Linked DNA regions of Mus musculus: regions 1, 2, 3, 4, 5 and 6 are each linked to region 7. A link is a contact called in public Hi-C and promoter capture Hi-C data. All regions are on one chromosome and are shown on one strand. The core of a region is the stretch at or near the end of the contact, and the rest is flanking DNA. Distances in the headings are between cores, read along the strand shown.

The links. Promoter capture Hi-C pulls out the DNA fragments that hold promoters and counts their contacts. A called contact is a pair of places that touch in the nucleus more often than the background predicts.
Region 1: a Hi-C map of B cells shows a contact between it and region 7, with 2.3 times the contacts expected there. The contact joins the enhancer-like site here to the promoter of Zeb2 in region 7. A contact is called at or near these places in 3 of 484 Hi-C or Micro-C datasets (B cells, bone marrow-derived macrophages and centrocytes) and 7 of 115 datasets of contacts at active chromatin or transcription factors (bone marrow-derived dendritic cells, embryonic forebrain, embryonic hindbrain and 4 more).
Region 2: a promoter capture Hi-C map of 3T3-L1-derived adipocytes shows a contact between it and region 7, with 6 times the contacts expected there. The contact joins the enhancer-like site here to the promoter of Zeb2 in region 7. A contact is called at or near these places in 11 of 39 promoter capture datasets (the 3T3-L1 cell line, 3T3-L1-derived adipocytes, the C10 cell line and 7 more), 6 of 115 datasets of contacts at active chromatin or transcription factors (bone marrow-derived dendritic cells, craniofacial prominence, embryonic forebrain and 3 more) and 1 of 9 other capture datasets (adipose tissue).
Region 3: a contact with region 7 is called in a promoter capture Hi-C map of the HPC-7 cell line, with 5 times the contacts expected there. The contact joins the enhancer-like site here to the promoter of Zeb2 in region 7. A contact is called at or near these places in 9 of 39 promoter capture datasets (the 3T3-L1 cell line, 3T3-L1-derived adipocytes, the C10 cell line and 4 more), 1 of 484 Hi-C or Micro-C datasets (embryonic fibroblasts), 7 of 115 datasets of contacts at active chromatin or transcription factors (bone marrow-derived dendritic cells, cardiomyocytes, embryonic hindbrain and 4 more) and 1 of 9 other capture datasets (adipose tissue).
Region 4: a Hi-C map of bone marrow-derived macrophages shows a contact between it and region 7, with 5 times the contacts expected there. The contact joins the enhancer-like site here to the promoter of Zeb2 in region 7. A contact is called at or near these places in 8 of 39 promoter capture datasets (the 3T3-L1 cell line, 3T3-L1-derived adipocytes, the HPC-7 cell line and 3 more), 1 of 15 datasets of contacts at CTCF or cohesin (pro-B cells), 1 of 484 Hi-C or Micro-C datasets (bone marrow-derived macrophages) and 2 of 115 datasets of contacts at active chromatin or transcription factors (bone marrow-derived dendritic cells and large pre-B cells).
Region 5: a Hi-C map of cortical neurons shows a contact between it and region 7, with 2.6 times the contacts expected there. The contact joins the enhancer-like site here to the promoter of Zeb2 in region 7. A contact is called at or near these places in 8 of 39 promoter capture datasets (the 3T3-L1 cell line, 3T3-L1-derived adipocytes, the HPC-7 cell line and 4 more), 2 of 484 Hi-C or Micro-C datasets (cerebral cortex and cortical neurons) and 4 of 115 datasets of contacts at active chromatin or transcription factors (embryonic forebrain, forebrain, large pre-B cells and 1 more).
Region 6: a contact with region 7 is called in a promoter capture Hi-C map of the 3T3-L1 cell line, with 8 times the contacts expected there. The contact joins the enhancer-like site here to the promoter of Zeb2 in region 7. A contact is called at or near these places in 5 of 39 promoter capture datasets (the 3T3-L1 cell line, cranial neural crest, maxillary cranial neural crest and 1 more), 1 of 484 Hi-C or Micro-C datasets (embryonic fibroblasts) and 1 of 115 datasets of contacts at active chromatin or transcription factors (embryonic stem cells).

Annotation. Positions count from the first base shown.
Region 1 is chr2:46,301,557-46,304,256 of GRCm38.p6, forward strand. No RefSeq gene overlaps it. Among named protein-coding and RNA genes, the nearest start is that of Gm13470, 140 kb to the right of the region's middle. Within about 2 kb of position 1,310, at least 13 of the 459 cell types and tissues checked have an H3K27ac peak or open chromatin away from gene starts, as enhancers often do. A contact at or near this core is called in B cells, bone marrow-derived macrophages and centrocytes, where this site is marked.
Region 2 is chr2:46,464,195-46,466,894 of GRCm38.p6, forward strand. No RefSeq gene overlaps it. Among named protein-coding and RNA genes, the nearest start is that of Gm13470, 23 kb to the left of the region's middle. Within about 2 kb of position 1,332, at least 10 of the 459 cell types and tissues checked have an H3K27ac peak or open chromatin away from gene starts, as enhancers often do. A contact at or near this core is called in 3T3-L1-derived adipocytes, where this site is marked.
Region 3 is chr2:46,524,174-46,526,873 of GRCm38.p6, forward strand. No RefSeq gene overlaps it. Among named protein-coding and RNA genes, the nearest start is that of Gm13470, 83 kb to the left of the region's middle. Within about 2 kb of position 1,273, at least 19 of the 459 cell types and tissues checked have an H3K27ac peak or open chromatin away from gene starts, as enhancers often do. A contact at or near this core is called in the HPC-7 cell line and pro-B cells, where this site is marked.
Region 4 is chr2:46,140,357-46,143,056 of GRCm38.p6, forward strand. No RefSeq gene overlaps it. Among named protein-coding and RNA genes, the nearest start is that of Gm13470, 300 kb to the right of the region's middle. Within about 2 kb of position 1,340, at least 3 of the 459 cell types and tissues checked have an H3K27ac peak or open chromatin away from gene starts, as enhancers often do. A contact at or near this core is called in bone marrow-derived macrophages, where this site is marked.
Region 5 is chr2:46,283,545-46,286,244 of GRCm38.p6, forward strand. No RefSeq gene overlaps it. Among named protein-coding and RNA genes, the nearest start is that of Gm13470, 160 kb to the right of the region's middle. Within about 2 kb of position 1,422, at least 5 of the 459 cell types and tissues checked have an H3K27ac peak or open chromatin away from gene starts, as enhancers often do. A contact at or near this core is called in cortical neurons, where this site is marked.
Region 6 is chr2:46,569,256-46,571,955 of GRCm38.p6, forward strand. No RefSeq gene overlaps it. Among named protein-coding and RNA genes, the nearest start is that of Gm13470, 130 kb to the left of the region's middle. Within about 2 kb of position 1,351, at least 2 of the 459 cell types and tissues checked have an H3K27ac peak or open chromatin away from gene starts, as enhancers often do.
Region 7 is chr2:45,111,928-45,114,627 of GRCm38.p6, forward strand. Zeb2 (zinc finger E-box binding homeobox 2) reads right to left here and starts at 1,352. Exons shown (of 10, transcript NM_015753.4): 1 at 896-1,352. Zeb2os (zinc finger E-box binding homeobox 2, opposite strand) reads left to right here. Exons shown (of 3, transcript NR_110572.1): 2 at 916-1,066; 3 at 1,172-2,160.

The DNA.
Region 1 (2,700 bases), core at 60-2,559, 1.2 Mb after region 7:
AGAGGAATGTCATTTTAGAGCACAGACCAAATACAATCCTGCTATCCTGCTTCTCTGTAAGTTATGGCTTCTCTCTGAAGGAAAAAAAAAAAAGGTTTTAAGCCCAGGTTTAAACAATGAATAATCTGACTTCTTTCTCTCTTGCCATATTTGTCTTTCATCTACTTCTTTGTTACCATCTCTTGAGAATTATGCCAAGTTATATCTCACCTGGGTCCTGTTGTGCTAGGGTATGTTTATTGCCCCCATCTACTCCCTTCTGTGATAAGGCAGAACTCAGCTCACATAGCACTGTCTTCTTCAGAGTCCAACAACCTTCCCATTGGTATTTCATTTTCCCTTCTGAATCTCCCCATCTATGGCAACAGCTTACCCATAAATTTATAAAGGACTGCTTATCACGTGCGCATTCAGTATTTATTTAACAGTGAGACCAACACCAGTTTTTAGAGTAACATTGCCATTTTTGTGTTTACAGTGAGAGATTCTGTCTTGGCCCAATCATCCAGTGAACCTGAAGAACAAAAGCTGACTCATTTTCACTCACCACTGATAAAAAATGGCAAGCAAGTATAATATTTTTGAATAAGTTACACCATTTCACTGTGTGAAAAAAAAAGTATCTAGTGTGCTCAAATTTTCATTTGTAGAAGTGAGAGCAAAAAGTTCCCAAAAGGCCAGAATTACTCACAAAAACGTAGTTTTTATTTAAATTAATTTTATTTGTAACTGGTACATAAGACATAAAATATGCATATTTACGGACTGCTATTTGATGAGCTCATGTACTATTACATCGTACAATGTTTGAGTCCAGTTTAAGCCCTCTGTCATCTCAGATTATTGGAGTTTCAAGGTGAAAGCCATCAAAATCCCTTCCCTTAACATTTTGAAATCCATGATAAACTATTATGATATAATGTATTATATATCCAACATATAGTTGCCCTGCTGTGAACTAGTACACCAGCATCTCTCATTCTTCCCTAACTGTAAGTTCAGACACTTGGTAAATCTTTTCTAAGTCTTTTCACCAGACTCCACACTTTTCAAGATTCACCTCCAATATTCCTGTGTTTGGTCTTCTTGAAGATTGCCCTGTCCCTCTGGGATGAATGCTATCTCACTGTGACTTTCATTTGCATTTTCCTTGTGATTATTCAGGGTGAATATTTTTTCATACACCTGTTTGCTTTTTTGCATGTTATCATTTGAGTAAATCTATCTTCAAAAGGTGTAATTTTCTACCTCACCAGTAAAAGTGCAGTAAATTTAGAGGGAAACCCCCACTGGTATGTTTGGGGAACTTCCTCTTTCTGTGAAAAGCAGTTTCTATGACAGCTTCCTACTAAAATGTACATTATCTCTCTGATCTGAACAGTTCGGTTTTCTCCAAATAACTGTGAGCTTTTTCTCTAGAGATATTAGTATATTGTATATTATATCTTAAATGCATGATAAAAATGTCAAATATCTTCCTATGATCTTTATTTTCTATATTTAATTTTTTTACCTGGTGCTATACCCACTTCTTTCAAATGGTTGCTGAACCAGTGAATAGGAAAACAGAAAAAAAATTCTCTCATTACAGAATGATTATAGGGCTATGTTTAGTTGAAAGGATGCACTCATGTAATGTCTTTAATTGTTTTATAGACCAGTGTCACTTTTATATACGTCAGCTGAAGTGTCTGTAAATCTTTACACTCTTCCTTAGAGGCAGACATTGTGTGACAGGCATTTTTATCCTTGCTTACACCATTTCTCCCCAGGCCTCACTACTTTGAGGCATATTCATGTTCATCAAACAACTGTGCACCTCTTAACTGAGTGCATGTCCTATAATGACAATGTCAGTTTTAGCCTCACTTGCTGAATATTTATTAAGTACCAACTTTGGACCAATTTCTTCAATGGTGTGTCTTATTTGTTCTACCTGGGCACCCAAATTGAAAGAGGACTTCAACTTTATAGATATTTCAAATAATGAACCATCTACCTCTTTTATAGGTTAGTAAATTATTACTTTATTTAAAAGCTAAAAATTTTGGAATTAATCTTGAAATGGAGATCTTTAGTTTGGGGAACACACATTTCAACATGGTCCACCTGCCTATACTTTCTTGTGTACAGCTTTATCTATTTTAGTTACTTGAGACTTTCTAGAATATGGATCTTGCTACAATTCTAATTCGAACACAATATTGAAAATGTACCTGGTTATTGCTTCACAGAGGACAAAAGGTAAAGAGAAAATGACCTTTCTTTTTAAACTTAGATTAGACTAATGTATGTTCCACTTTTCAGATCTCGTAGGCTGACATCTACTACACACCTTACCATCTTTCCTCATCTAGATTGTTGCTGTATGTTCTGCTGAGAAAATCCTTCTTGCAAATCATCATCTCAAACCTGAAGCACTATTCATCAGCTTAACACAGTTGGCATGTTCAGGAATGTTCCTTGCCACAAAAATCTATGAGAAATGTCACCCTTCTTAACATAATATGTCTAACATCTACCTATCATATTGCTTTGGTGGGTATTCTATCAAAATTTCCTTTTGTGTATTAACATTCTACTTGAATCTACACCCTACTAGGGAAACATTGCTACTTTGTCACCAGCAATTTCTTTGTCACATGATATCAATCCTCTGTTTCTTCTTTAGCCAAAATGAACTTTTTGATAGGGTAGAAT
Region 2 (2,700 bases), core at 82-2,581, 1.4 Mb after region 7:
ATAAGGTATACATATAAGACTTATACATATAAGGTATACATATAAGACTTATACATATAAGGTATAGATATAAGACTTATACATATAAGGTATACATATAAGACTTATTTACCAAAAGATTTTTACTTGTAAACACTAGGTTGAGATAACCTAAATTTTATGATTTACATATTTTATCATATTAAAAATTTGAGACATGCTTTAGATCTCTTGTCATCAAGTTGTAAGCTTATATCACCTAGGGGCTCATAGAGTTCAAACCACCTAGTCATTATTGATTCTTTGTACAATGAAAATCTGTTTCATAGATATCCACATAGAAATGAGAAGTACATATTTATGACAGTTAATATAGTAGATTTATCTCTGAAAATGATATAGATAAATTTCCCTTTATATATTCCAGTAATACTATTTATTCAAGAGGCCATATTAATAATTTAAAGGGCAGTTTTCTATACATTTGGATCTTTACAGATTGCATATAAGACACAGCTGACAACACAGTAGTTCTTGATTTAATTTATACCTCATGGGTCATGGTGAAGGAGAAATACAGTTTGTGTGAATTCTGCTCTCTGTTTACATAGTGGAAATGCTCCTAGTTAGATGAACTGATCCATAGCTTCCATAGCAGAGAGCTCTGTAAACCATGCCTATGGGGTTGTATGTAATCATTCATATATAAAACCATTTATTTACATCATTGCCATAGGAGGGGCATATCCTCTCCCACACAGATAGCTTGTTTGATGTATATCACTTCCTAATTGCTTCAGGTAACACATCTAAGTCTGCACTCCCTTACTGTTCTTTCTAGACAAAAATAAAGTGATAGACTCCATTTATTGCAAAGCAGGCAGTGAGATGGTATGCATGTTGGCTCACCTACTCCTAACCCTCTTCACATGAAGTGCCCTTCAGGTAAAGCACACTCACCACCCTTCTCCTTGCCTTAAATAAATACCTCCCTTATTCTCAATGCTCAGGATTTATGTGTTTCTTATAAAAGATAATTAAACGAGCCACCATTCAAGTTGAAGGGTAAGAAGCTCTCATCAGCAGATTTTAAATATACCATTTACTCTCACTTCTCCTGAATTACCAGACCTTAGTTCATTCCTTTCCTCCTTAAGTACTTTGGTAGTTCAGTTTTCCTTTCCTAATTTTGTTTCTAATACTTCCCTACTTCTTAGAGTGTCTTCTATGCCTTCTTTCCTAAGCACAACTAATCAATCGCCCATCCTCTTCTCAACTTCCCAGAAGACACAAGTCCTCAGAGCATAGCAGCTTTCCCAGTGCTACTCTCAGCCCATGACCCATGCTGGCAAAACGTCTGCTCCCATGTGGCCGCATGTTTCATAAGGAGAGCTACTAAAATGCAGGCAAGCACATCGTCTTAATTGCTTGCTAGTGGGCACTCAGCCAACATGCTGTTAGCAGAATGAAACCCAATCTTAGAGAAAAAGTGCTGAAGCCCTGCTCTGGACCCAAGCCCCATATGGATTGCATGTGTTTTAGGGATATTTGAACAAGATGAACTCTTTCCACTCCTCTGGGTGGGAATATCATCAGTCCATGGGTTTTTAGAACACTTTCATTTTGGTGTAATAATCTCCACTGCAAGACAGTTTTAAGAGCAAGCTCTTTACCTCCTTTCTGACTTCTGACATAAACAGATAAGAATATATCCTCATTTTTTCATGTCTGAAAACAGTATTTTCAATTCTATTTTAAACTGATTATTGCTTCTAAATACTCCAACAAAGCATTTTGAGAGTTTTAAGGATTGGTACTGTTATTAGGTAAATATTTGGTCTTTGCTGTTTCAATAGTGTAAACTTCAGCTGACTTTTCTTTATACAGGGTTATTGTGGTGCCTCCTTGAGTGGCTGTGAAAAAAATCAAAAGGATCAAAGCTCTTGTAATTGTGCAGTCTACAAAGAAAAGGTCCAGTCAATTTTGGATTATAATGTTACTGCTAAAAATTACAATCTAATAATATTGCCACTGGGAAAGCATCTGAGTATATATTACAATGTATATATTCTGTATTCTTTTTGATGTATTGTTCTTTGGATTACGTTCTATGTCATCTTTTCTAAAGAGCCGAAGAATGTCTTTAAATTTATAGGTAGTAAAACAAGGAAAGGAGTAAGACAGAGAAAAATACTTTCTTACATTTCTTTATATTATCTTATTACAACAATGAGCCCAAAATTTAAGTCCTGGATCTTCTTTTCAATACTAAATCACTGTCATCTGATAATAGGAGGGTTGTAGATAACCTTTGTTTTGTCCTGTAGTAGAACTTCAGAACGCTGAATGAAGAGAAAAATAACTTAAGTATCAGAATAATTTTGCATTCCGTTTTAAATTACATTCATTCTGGAAGGTTTTGATAACTTCTTGTACCCATCTCTTGAAAACTGTTCTTCCAACAAACAGGGTTGGAATCCAGGAAGGAAAATATAAAACTCATTTCTCTTCTCACTCTAGAATCTTTAGGAGGCCTCCAGACATCGAGCAGCTTGCCTTAAAATCCAGGAATTTCCTAAAGGACATGGAGATAGTACCCTTTGGGGGATGTGTTTTCATTTGGTATAATAAAGAATTAAAACACTCACACAGAATAATGCTAGTACTTTCTGTCATCAGTTTTTATGCTGTTAATCTATTGTTTGGTGTAGCAGCTTTTAG
Region 3 (2,700 bases), core at 23-2,522, 1.4 Mb after region 7:
TAAAAGTATTTCCCTCCTTTGAGGATTCAGCTAAATTTAGAAAAGAATCTGTTCTCATGTTTTTATTTAAACAAAAATATTGAGCTTTCAAAAATGCATCTTAGCAGACACATACACAGTGCATATACCCACACAGATGTATTTTGTATTTTATAACACTCTTCTCTGATTATCATATCATATACATCTAGGTGTGCAGTTGACTGCAGTTTGAATGAGTTACCGTTAATGCTGAACAAGGGCTGTACTCTCTTTCTACCCACACTGGTAATCATCACCTCTTCTCTCAGAGGTATCAGTGACCTTGTGCTTTTTCTCTAACAGATCCTGGTGGAAATTTCCTGCTAATTCATGTGGTGACTGCTTTGTAACCATGGTATTTCTCCAAAACAAGAGGGAAGAGCCCTGTGTTTCCTCTTCACCAATGAAGAGAAATGATGAATAGAAATTCTTTTAGTGAGGCCTTTCCTTTGTGAACTTTAGAAACTTCTCTAATCATTTCTGTAACAGGTTTTGCAACCTCAGTGATCGGAGAGAAGATAACAATCCTGAAAATAGTGGGGAACACTGGCCTCCCTTTGACAACACGGAGCTGCCAATGTGGATTCCATGAGTGTGAGGACAGGAGGAAGCTTCTTATCACAGAAACGAGTGGGAGAGACTTGCATGTGGAAGCGAACAGCAGTGGAGATTCTTGGCTGAAAGATAATGATGACGGTAACAGGATGCCATGCTGTTCTCTGAGAAACAACGTGAATATTCTCAAGAAGGAGAAAAGAATACATAAAACACCACAGCTGCCAACACTGCAAGCAAAATATATTAATTCAGAATCAGAGAGGCAGCCTGCCCTCCGTGCCCCCACCCCCACCCCCTTGCTGCTTCAAAGAACAATGTGAAAAAAGGGAAGGCCAGTTGAAACTACCCTTCTTGTCTTTCTCTTCTGTAACAAATGACACGAAAGCAGAAAGGAAGAGAACAACTCCTGCCTTTTTCCTTGGTATGGAAGAAGACGCAAGAGTTTACAAACCAGCTGACAAGAGTTTAAACAGAAAAGATCAAGTGGAAAAAAAAATATGGAAGTCTCCGGGCTTTGAGGGCTGTAAGATATTGTGCAGGGGTGCAGGCATGCAGATTGGCTTTGAAAGTCACAGGATGAGAATGACACTAGTTCCAAGCCAGTGAGAGCCAGCAGGAAATGTATGAAGGATGTGGGTTTGTCTTAGTTAGGAGGGAGGGAAGGCACATGAGCGTTTCTTTCAGTTGACTGATTCTAAATAAGCCACTCACACATGAGGCATCGTCCTCAGGTCTGCTTCCTACGTCTAGGTCAGCCATGACCAGGAGAGGACCATCAATCACTCCTACTCACAAAATGGAGTGAGTGTGATTGATTGCTTAGGACTGAATTAGCCCTGCCTGATTCATGGGAACCTTAATGGAATCTGGAGGCCCTGAACTGGAAACTTAGGTTTTGGCCTGGAAATGGACCCCAAACCTTGGGGCTAACTCCAGGTGTGCCCTAGTCAATCCAAACCCTCAGCTGTGAGGAGGAGGAGGAGGCACCGGAGAGCTGCAGATTGCCACTTTTGTTTTATATCATTTTAACACTTGAAGGTTTTCTTTCTAAAAATCATGAGAACGATAAGGCAGCTTGTTTCTGTAGGAGATCAAACTCCACTACCACTTTCATGAGGAATATGCTTATTTATCTTGCTCAGATCAGTTCCATGCACAGAGATACAATAGAAACAACTTTTCAGAAAGTATACATGGGTGTGCAGTGAAACGCCCAACACTTACCTAACTTCACTCTAGCATTGTATAGTCATTGACAGGAGGCTGAATTAATTACTTTCCCCTTGATGTGATAAAATATCCTAAGAGAAGTAGACTGAACAGGCAGTTAGTTTGCCTCAAGGTCCTAGGGTCCAGTCCATCCTGATATGGAAGTCCTGTTGGAAGGAGTATAGGCAGCCAATCACATTGCATTTGCAATGAAGAAGCTGGGGGAAATGGACACTGTGCCCAACTTCCTTTGCCCTTGGTTTGCCTAAGACGCCACCCATGGAATGCTGCTACTCAGTTAGAGTGGTTTTTTCCAAGGTTGTCTTTCACAGGTCTTTCCCCAGACCTGTAAGGTAGCAATGTTACAACACATAGCTGGTATAAACAGGAGTATTGTGAATATGTTGTTTCAAGACTACAAGGTCAACTTTGAGAGACCATGTTTATTTTAAAAATGAACCTTTGTCCTTCCTACACTCAAATTGTCCTATATTGTATAAGACTCTGTGGAAGAAAAAGATGGCAGAGAGTTCAGGGCTTTCTTTATACCCCTTGAAAAAGCCTTTGCCTCCTTCACTATATATAGAAACCATTAGGGTTCAATATTTTTATATGCTAGCAGTTTTAGTTTCTATAGTTTGTTTGTTTGTTGGAGAGACAGGGTTTCTGTGCCATATGTTTGTTTCTCTGAGAGACAGGCTGGCTGTACTGAAACTCACTTTGTAGACCAGGCTATCCTCAAGCTTACAGAGATTATCTGCCTCTGCCTCTCAAAGGCTGGGATTAAAGGCATGTGTCACCATTGCCCTATTATAGTAGTTATTTAGTCTCAATTGGGGTTTCTACCCTATCTTTGATCATTCAATTCCCATATAAAAGTAAAAAAAAAAAAAAAAAACAAAAAAACTTTAT
Region 4 (2,700 bases), core at 90-2,589, 1.0 Mb after region 7:
GGGGGGCCATCCCACAGTCACAACTCTCACCCATAATTGTTCCTGTCTGAAAGAAATTCAGGTTTGGAAATGGAGAGGAGCCTGAGGTAAAGAAGGTCCAGGGACAAGCCCAAAGTAGGATCCAACTCAAGGGGATTTCCCAAGGCCTGACACTATTATGACTTGTGGAGAGAGGGGCCTGGGGAAGAGGTATGGAATGTGTAACAGTTGGAGGGTAAATGGAGGGAGCAATAAAATCTAAAGTGTAAAAATAAATAAACAAACAAACAAACAAATAAATAAATAAATATTTCCCTCTAAAATTGTATCCTATTTTTTTCAATTTTTATTAGATATTTTCTTCATTTACATTTCAAATGCTATCCTGAAAGTCCCCTATACCCTCTCCCCTGCCTTGTTCCCATAACCACCCACTCCCACTTCTTGGCCCTGGCTTTCCCCTGTACTGGGGCATATAAAGTTTGCAAGACCAAGGGGCCTCTCTTCCCAATGATGGCCAACTAGGCCATCTTCTGCTACATATGCAGCAAGAGACATGAGCTCAGGGGGTACTGGTTAGTTCATATTGTTGTTCCATCTATAGGGTTTCAGACTCCTTCAGCTCCTTGGGTACTTTCTCTAGGTCCTCCATTGGGGGCCCTGTGTTCCATCCAATAGATGACAATGAGCATCCACTTCTGTATTTGCCAGGCACTGGCATAGCCTCACAAAAGGCAGCTATATCAGGGTCCCTTGAGCAAAACCTTGCTGGCATATGCAATAGTGTCTGGGTTTGGTGGCTGATTATGGGATGGATCTCCGGGTATCTTTATAGACATAGATGAATTAGAATAGCTCTCAGACCACATGGGAGTGTGTGAAGTGGAGTGATAAGCACAGAAAATCACAAGTGATCCAAGTGTAGACAATAAGTAGTCACTTCTCAGCCACAAGTAGGACATCAACACCACATCCCTTCATCAGCCCTGGGGAACATCACTGAAGAGAGAGCAGAAAGGTTGTAAGGGCAAGAAATCAGGGAAGACCTGGATGAAACAGTGTTCTCTGGACACAGCAGGACGAATACACTGATAAAAATCACAGTACCTGTGCTTGCTTGTGAGCAACATGCACAGAAGTCTTAGTATGTCAACATAATTTTTGCATGCATTAAAATTCTCCATTATTTTAAAATCATAGAGTTGTGATTAATTTTAGGTTTTGTTTTTCTAATATCTACTATGATTATTTAATGATATCTTTCACAGCAGGAGTTGTCTTCTTCCCCAACTGGACACTTCTAGGGTTCATTATGTGACTCGATCATAGAGGAAACATTGCGTCAAGTTTGTGAGAGTTCCTTGTTATCATTGTTCATATTTCATAGCTATTAAGTTTAATTTCATAAATCAACATTTGTGTTTGGTGCATGAGAGTGATAAAGTCAGAAACGCAAAGATAGGGTTTCTCACGGTCAGCACTTGTTTGAAGTGAGCTGGAAGAAGCCTGGTAGGATCAGGAGTAATTAAGAGAATTGGCAATAGCTATTTTTAGGTTGATTTACTCTTGTTTGTGTTCCTTTCCAGTGTGTTCTGAATAGAGTAGAAACTGACCTCAGCTTCTAAAAACTTCTAAAAGACCTCAGTTTTTAGAGGAAGGAAGTCAAATAATGCACTCAATTTAGTTATGGAGAAGAGATAAAATTAGACAATAGTAATTCTTTTCACTACTGACATAAAAATAAATGTAAAAATATTGTCAAGAATGACATCATCAGAACTTCCCCTATCAACTTCTAGGGCAGATGCCCATTTCCTCAGAATCTTGAGGCTTTTCAATTCTGTTTGGAGGTATTAACTGCAGGATGAGTGTTAGCTCTATTCTAACGACATGGAATAACACAGTCAGTACTGACAACAACTAAAACATATCCACCTTAATTCTTTTGTCTATCAACAAGATGCTAGTCAGTGTTGATATGTGTAGTACGCATGTAACTTCCATTTTGTGATAAATGCATTGCTAAACAAAATAGAAAAGGTACAAGCAGTTTTAATATTGTATATAACATCTCCAGTTCAAGAAGATATGAGGATTATTATGAAAGGTGTGTAAGGCTTTGAGACAGAAGCACAGAGTTGCATGCAAGGGCCTTTAATCACTGAGCTATTCACTCTCTTTAAGACCAAGTATGTATGCATCATTTCAAAACCGACACAGTTTTATTCTTGTCCTTTACTTTTTTTTCCAATGGTAGGTAATTCGACTTAAAGATCAGATCTAATTTCAAACACTTTTAAAAATGTCTTCGTTTAGTGCAGGTATTTATTCTTACACATTTGCTTGCAAATTTCATTTTACTTTATAAGCTTAAATGTTCATGCCCACATAAAACAGATAATCTAATTATTTTAGATGTAGCTATTGATTACTTTGAAATGATATTGATAGTCATTTTCCTTTTTCCCTTTCACTTTAGAGTAGTATGCATGTTTAAATATGAAATTCCCATACAAATAAGATAGTCTTCTTAACAGAATTTTTCTTTATTAATTTATTCTTCCCCTTGCTTTACTTATCTTCTCCCCCCTCTCTTTGCCTCCTCTTCTGCTTCATTAATGCTCCCTCTTTCTCTCTCTTCTCTCCATCATAGGCTATACCCTGTACAAACAGTGCTGCAGTTTCTCCTGATCTCTTTACATGAAGTGAATTATTTTCTTG
Region 5 (2,700 bases), core at 172-2,671, 1.2 Mb after region 7:
AATGCTTGTATGAGGTATATTAGTTTTAAATATCATCACAACTAATTATAAAGGTTTTGAATATGTAAAGTATATGGATTTTTTTCTTAAACACAAACAGCCAAAATATTCAGACTAAATGAATCAGTTATGCAAAAATAAAATGAGAGGTGAGCTATGATTTGGTAGGGGAGTAATAACCTCAAAGCTAAGAAATTTGTTTGCAAGTAATTTTTGTTTAAATTTTACAATAAAACTATGTATTTAAATAAATGTACATATTTAATCATTTAGCCATAAGAGGTGATAACCTCTTCTCCCAATATTCAGATAGGCATTGTTCATTTGCTACATACTCATAGAATTCTACCCAGAAAACTAAAATCACAAGGTTTAGTTCTGGTGCAGAGCATCTAAACAGTATTTGTTGGGTCTTTGTTTTACTAGGTTATTGATTAAACAATTCTGTAGAATGAGAAGATTGGGAGAGAGCACAGACATTGCTATCAAGAGACCTAAACGGTAGTTTGCTTAGATTTTGAAGCCACTCCCTGAACACATGATAATTCTCTAATTCCATGGCTGAACAAGTAACCATTTTAATTAGACTCTGAGGCAAGCAACATTGTGTCCATGGTAACAAGTATAAAAAGAACTTTGAAAAAAAAAGGGGGGAAAAAGGAGGAGAAAAAAATGTGATAACTGAAAATGTGTTTAAATCATGATAAAAGGATTTAAGCAGATGTTATTTTTTTCAAAGTGTTATTTTAAAAAAGAATTTTAAAGGGCTCTTGATATGAGAAAAAATCATTTTTGGATGTGTCTTTATGGAAGATTTCTCACTCCGAAGTTCTGTAGCTCTGGATTGCCGTGGGTGATTTTGCTGCCTGCTGAATGAAATGGGTACTAGAGTGCAGACATATGCGAGAAAGGGAAACTGATGCACCTAAGGTAAATGCAGAAGTGATAACGATGTAAGATGTCTGTCTCAGTATCACTTAGATGGATTGAATGCCCATTTTCATTAAAAAGACTCTATTTAGGAAACAAAAATTTCTTTCTTGATATTTGGCCACTGAATTAGTGAATACCCCTGTACATACTTACTGCTTGTGAGGAACAAGATAAAGAAAGAGGCATGAAGCTGCCTGGTCTTCAGTGATCAGTGTATGTCCTTTCCTTAGCTCTAGGTACCAAAGTATTTATCCACTATTAATCAGAGAATGATAGTGGAAATATTATAATTGTCTATTACTTTATAATTATATATAATATTATGCACTTACATATATAAAATGAAAAAGAGGTTGTTCTGAAATTCAGATTCTCAAAATGAACTCACCATAAATAACGCCCAAAGTGAGAAAGGAACACTCCTTTATGCTCTGTTGTTGGTTTTCTGCCAATAATTACCTTCTCCAGGAACACTGAGTCTGCCACATTTGAAACAGGCAGCCGTTGTCTAAAGTTAGCTATCCCTCAGAGTGACAGGCATGTTCCACTGAACTGACTATAGGATAAAGTTAACAGGAAATCCAGAGAGAGGAGTGAGGAAGACTTTGCAGGAGGAAAACTTGTTTGGACTGAATTTTCCCTAAAGTATAAATGCTCACTGATTGAAAACAAAAATGGACATTGAGGAGATCCAGAGTGCCAACATAAAGAAAACAAATTAATAGCAACCTGAAGCTAGAGGCAGGGAAGTCAAGCCTCATGTGGCTTTTCCTCAATATTGAGGTACCCCAACATCACTGTACAAAGTTATCTTCAGGTCTTTGATTTTTGGCAAATAAATTGGTTATTTTAGGAAATTCTAACCAAGGGGGAAGAAAGAATTCTAGGCAATGGAGAAGAGAGAACTCTGAGGAACAAGGGGAAAAAATATAGTAGGAGAAATTCAGTGACTGTTAAAATTTGTACTTCCAACTGAGATTTAAATTCATAGGAGTCTAAGCTTGGTAAGTTTCTATTTATTATAGATGATAAGAAGTTAAACAGTATAAAGTGATTATTAATCCATTTCTATTGGACAGAAAATTCATATCTCACATAAAAGAATGTAGCAATTATAGTCATTTCTAATTCTACATACACACACACACAAGCAGTCTTCTACACACATCTAAAGACACAGTCAAATAAATTCCTACGCATATCGTTATATAGAAGCAGGAATAAGTGGCTGTTCAATAGATTGCATGAGTTTTGCTTTGTATCAGGTTTATTTCTGCTACTCCAGACAGTGTAAGAATTGAGGCTTACTTATATCCAAGGCTTCATTTTGCACTACCTCTATTGGCTTAGAAACAAAATCAAAATCATATATTTTTTAATGCTTTAGGGAAAAAGGGATACTCTCAAAGTGTAAGAATAGTAGGGTGCAGCATTATACTATCAAACAAGATGATGATCTCGCTCAGAAGTTTGCTAGTCAAGCTGGGCTTGGTGGTACATGCCTCTAGTACCTGGTAAACAGAGGAGGAAAGATCTATGTGATTTCAAAGCCAGCCTAGTCTGCAGTGGGAGATTTGGGACAGTCAAAACAAAGACTAAACTCTTTCAAAGGGAATGCACCTTATTTTTGTGGCACATCTAACAGGTTAAACATGCCATGGTGGCATATTTCACCCTTGATTCCACATCAAGGAATACACTGAATGAAGGAATGAATGAGTGAATGAATGAATGAAACATGGGTACAGCTTTGGCAAAGAACCAAGT
Region 6 (2,700 bases), core at 101-2,600, 1.5 Mb after region 7:
GGATGCTCCAGTGTAGGGATGTGCCAGGACAGGGAGGCAGGAGTGGGTGGGCAGGTGGATGAGCACCCTCATAGAAGCAGGGGGAAGGAGAATGGTTAGGGGGTGTCTGGTGGGGAAAGTAGAAAAGGGGTTAACATTTGCAATGTAAATAAATAAAATATCCAATAAAAAGGTTACCTTATTTGGGTTTCAAGCTTGTTCTACTGGATGGAACCCTTATCTGACACTCGAAACTATTATTGAGGCTCAAAGTACCTATGTACAGATAGGTCATGAGCTCTTGGGAAAACTACTACTATTATTCTTTTAAACAAAAATATATATAAAACAACCCCTCATAACACATTGCCATATTCATAAATCAAGCATTGCTCCTTCTTTTAGTAGATGATAAGTAACACAAATTACCACAAGTGTTCAGCAGTTCAGAGAATAAGGGACTTTAGGATGGGCCTTTCAAATTTGGGTATCTATATTATATCTCTTCCCTCATGACTCAGTGATCTCTGTGGAAGAAGGAGTGGAAAGCTGATAAGAACCGTGGGTGATGGATGACTTCAGGGAAGAATGTTTTATGCACTGACAAAGCTGATTTACAAATGAATTCACAGAGATTATGAGAATACATATGACACGAACACGAGATCAAACTTGACAAAAGAAAAAAAAATCCCAGAATTAACAAGGAAAAGTGAATACAAAGTCCTAACACTAGCAAGGGACTTATTGGCATTTGATTGCTCTTGTTTGTTTGTTTGTTTGTTTGTTTGTTTCCAATGGACTGAAGCATGGTATATTGATTTCTGTTAAGGAGAGTCTCCATACTAGGCATAATAAGGCAATACAAACCAGACTAGATACCTTTTATTTTTAAGAGGAGAGAAAATGGGAGGAGTAGCTAGGAAACATACAGTGGGTAGCTGAGTGAGTAGGGAGAGAGAGGATTCTGGGTAGAGTTGAGGCAGGGAGATGAATATCACCAAAACACATTATATGAAATGGTGAAAATTCAGAGAAATTATTTTAATATAAATGAGTATCTTATGGAAATTAACAGTACAAATTCATATTATAGAATGCTAAAGCAGAAGTCACACAGTAGTCATTCAATATTCTGAACAATTTAAAAATTATACCTTTTCCTACTTGTTGAGGTTTGGGGGATGATAGGAAATAATTCATCAGCATAACTTGGTGGTTTATAGTAAAATATTGCAAACAATAAGAAAAAGATATGGTGAAGGACAATCCTAATGGAGAAACAGAAAAGCAACAGCATTCAAACATGTCTTGAAGGGGCAAAGGTTTTCTCAGTGTTGATAATTATATTTAATGTAGTGCTGCCAAAGTTCATGACTCAACTCAGGAAGTGCCTACCTCATTGCCCTGAGTCTCAGGAGAGATTTGGATTTTAGATTTCTAAAGTGTTGAAACCATTAAAGATTATGGGAATATTTTTAACTTGCATGAAATTCACTTTGTATTATGATATGGCCAAAAGCCTACAGGGCCCAGCAAATGGAACGTGACCGTTTGAATGAAAATGGCACCATATTTACATGTTTGGTACTTGTTTCCAAGTTGGTCAGTCTGCTTTGGAAGGATTAAGAATTGTGCATTGGTTGTAGAGTTATGTTGGCCTCTCAAAAGACTTGTGATTCCTAGTCTGTCTGTCTGTCTGTCTCTCTGTCTCTCTCATACACACACACACACACACACACACACACACACACACACACACACACACATCTTACCTAGATCTGTATGTTACCTCTCAGCTGTTCCTGCCAGCATGCTTTCGTTTCTGCCATCATGGACTCTACACCGCTAAAAACATAAGTCATAAGTCATATTAAATGACTTCTTTTACAAGTTGGCTTGTCCATGGAACTTTGTCTCAGTCATAGAAAAGTAAGACTGCTCTTCAAGGCCTGAAGTTCTCATTACATTCTCAGGCATGAATGTTTCCTCCTGACCTTTGTCATCTCAGAGCTTTGATAGATAAGAAAGAACAAGTCAAGACCAAGAAAAAAAAAGATCCATGAGGAATTGGTAGAAATACAAACAGAACAGCTTTTCCTTATTGTTTAGGAGTACAGGGTAAAGCTACTTAGATAAAAGTATCTTTTTACATCAAGTTTACATAACACTCTAATAATACTAGAACAGTGGCACAACAGCCACTTAATCATTTACCAGGACTGATTCTTTGCATTATCCAATCTCATTAAACTTTTCAACACTGCTTTTAATAGTGCCTTTGTGGTTTAAAAGAGGGCCCAACTCCTAGCCTGGAGTCTCAGATGATCAAGGCCATGCACTGTGCTGTATTTACCAGTCCCACCAGTCAGCAGATGGATGAAAGCACAGAAGAATGGTTTTACAGGACTTCTGAGTTGTTATTGAAGCCTATTATGTTTGGTTTTTTTCCTGTCATAATATTTCTGATTAGAGTACCAAGAGGTTATTGTTTTGTTCAGTATTATTAGAACGGCTTGTTTTTTTTAACTTTGATCTTTTTACAAAAAATGTTACATCTTATTTGCATTATGTTTATTATTTTTTCAAGCTTTTCTGGTGTTTTTCTAATTTTGTTTTTTTCCCCCCATTTTCTAATTACGTTTTCCCCTGTGTGCTGAAGCTGTACCAGCTTTGTTGCCCATACAATGTATCATATTGACTATGAGGCATCATTTCCCC
Region 7 (2,700 bases), core at 102-2,601:
GAGAGAGAGAGAGAGAGAGAGAGAGAGAGAGAGAGAGAGAGAGAGGAGTTCCATGAAAAATCGATGTGTATATTACTTGGTCATTTAAAATAAAATATCAAAAGTTACCCTAATTTTAACCCTATTATCCTGACAGCAGTTTTCTTCCCAGCTGTTGCGACCCCCCCTCTCCCATACACTTTGGTAAACGACTCAAGTTCCAAGAGAACTTTCACTTCTTTATTTATAATCACAGAAGTGAGGTGTTACTTCACACACACACACACACACACACACACACAAAGAATGAAATAAAGAAATGAAACTCGCTAGGCAGACAAAAACAGTCAAGTTTCTGCTTAGAAAACAGCCTTCTCCGGTGGGAAAGGTTAGACTAGTCTGCCAGATCTAAGAGAAGGACTTGCTCCCGAATTTGGTAGGTCTTTCTCGAATAAGTTTTATAATTATTAACAGGTATTTGCCAAGTTTTAATTGCTTGATATAATGAATTGAAAGTCGGTGTGAGAACAAAGCAGTAGAAACTCTCCACTTGATGAGTTTTTTACCCCAGCCATTCAGTTCTCAACAAAACTTTTCCTAGACTATGTAGCAAAAAACACCTTTGGTTACCTGAATGGACAGGTACAGGGCGAATTACTGGGGGAAGGGGAAAAAGGGAGAGGAAAGGAAAGAGAGAGTAAGGGAAGGCATGAGAAAGCAAAGAAGCCACTCTTGGGAAAAGAAAGCCTGCCACCAAAGAGCTAAAACCACCTGAAATTCCTGTCCAGAGACACCCGGCTCACTTCAGACTAACATTCCCACTCAAAATGAGAAAATTAGAGAGGGAGGGTGGGGGGCAAGAGCACCAAAAAAGGATAAAAAGAGGAGGAAAAGAAGGGGGGGGTGGGAAACCTACCTGTGAAGTCTTGTTTGTAGTTTTGGCCAGAAATGGTGAGAAGAAAAAGCATGAAGAAGCCGCGAAGTGTGGGGGAGAAAAAGGTGGAGGCGAAGAAACAGCTCCCGGAGCAAACTGAACAAAACCTCGCCAAGAGTGTCTGGAGGCAGGACCGTTATTCCTGCCGAGCAGGTTAGAACTGATCTCTTTTCGGCCACTCCAGGAAACACAAACCTGGGGACGGACTGACGTGTTACGCCTCTTCTAATGACATTTTTTTCTTTTTCTTTTCTGTAGGGGAGAGAAGAGAGACCCTGAAACACGCGCCACCTATCTTTGTGGGGAGGGATAATTGAAGCGCCCTGAGCGTGAGCATCATGTGAAAACGTGATCGCCAAGTTTCTCTCTGGGAAAGGATCTGGGATAGATTATACCTTGAAGTCTCCGCAAACGCTTTAGTGGAAGAAATGAAATTCCACCTCCCTCCCTTCCTCTCTCCCTCCCTCCCTTCTCCACGCCCCCCCCCCCCCCCCCCCCCCCCGTCAAGCAAGCCTTTGGCATCATTATCCTCATCACTAAATCCTGCAGAGTACTGGGCGGAAAACGGTGCACACCATTCACAGAACTGGAGAACTCCAAGGGGCGAAAGTTAAAGGGAAAGCTCTCGGGTCTTCCATGCAGATCTCTTGTCTTATACAGATATCTCTGGTGACTAGGTTTGAGGTGCACGTCAAGTTGTATGGATACCTCAAGCACCGTTTTTGGAACTAAATTCTTGCCCTTTCTCTTATTACATTTTTTTTTTTAAAGATGCCAGAGCTAGGGGAGGGAAATGCTACTTGTACACTGCATCTTAGGATCTCAGTGTGCAGTGTATGTGTGTATGTGTGTGTGTGTGTGGGGGGGAGATTTTCTGGATTGGATCCCTATATTAAAAGTTTGGCATTTTAATAAAGGGTCTCTAGGTTAACATAGAGCTGTACTATGCTGGCCAATCTCTGGACCCCTCTACACCTCATGCAGACCACATTACAAAGTGAGGGGACAGGGGCAGGAGGAAGAAGGAGAAAGGTCAGAGGAACTTAGGACGAAAGAAAGAAGAGGGTGACACTAAACTGTGTGGGGTCTAAGTTTTGAAGTGCATATTTTTGATATTGCAATTAAACTAAAATTAAAAAGAAAAGACTCCACCTTTGCTCTGAAGGGATTGGTTATGCAAATATGGAAGGGATTTCCTGGAGAATACAGCTTTCTACTGTATGGTTAATTAAATAATCACTCAAAAAGCTTCCAACGTGACGCTTCTGTCGTAATCCAATCAGGTTACATAGGTCCTAAACAAGAAAGATATTTTCCACATCTGGAAGTCAGCAATTTAGCAAGTACTGCACATTATTAACCAATTCAGAGCCCACTTCCCAGGGGATTTTTTTTTGAAGTTTAAGTGTTCTTAACCAATGCTCTGCTGTTTTGTTAATCAAAAAGCTGGTTTACACTGCACATAATTGGAACTAATATAGAAGTAAATAAAGACAGCCAAATTTGAGGATGCTCTGTATTTATAGGAAAAGGAAGAAACTGTTTTGCCTCAACAGTTAAGGCTTAATTTCTTAAAATACTAGGAGACCCCCCCCCATTATTTTAAATAGTGAAAGTATTTAAGAACCCGAGAGCACAGAGAGATGCCCAGTCTCACAGCCTATAGACTCCAGTATAAAGGAAAAGGTGGAGGTTTGAAGAGGGCCAAACAGCTGCCTCTTATCAGTTTTTCTGCTTTAATACTGTCAAATATGTCATAGTCCCCTGTTTTCAGTCTGAAGAGACCT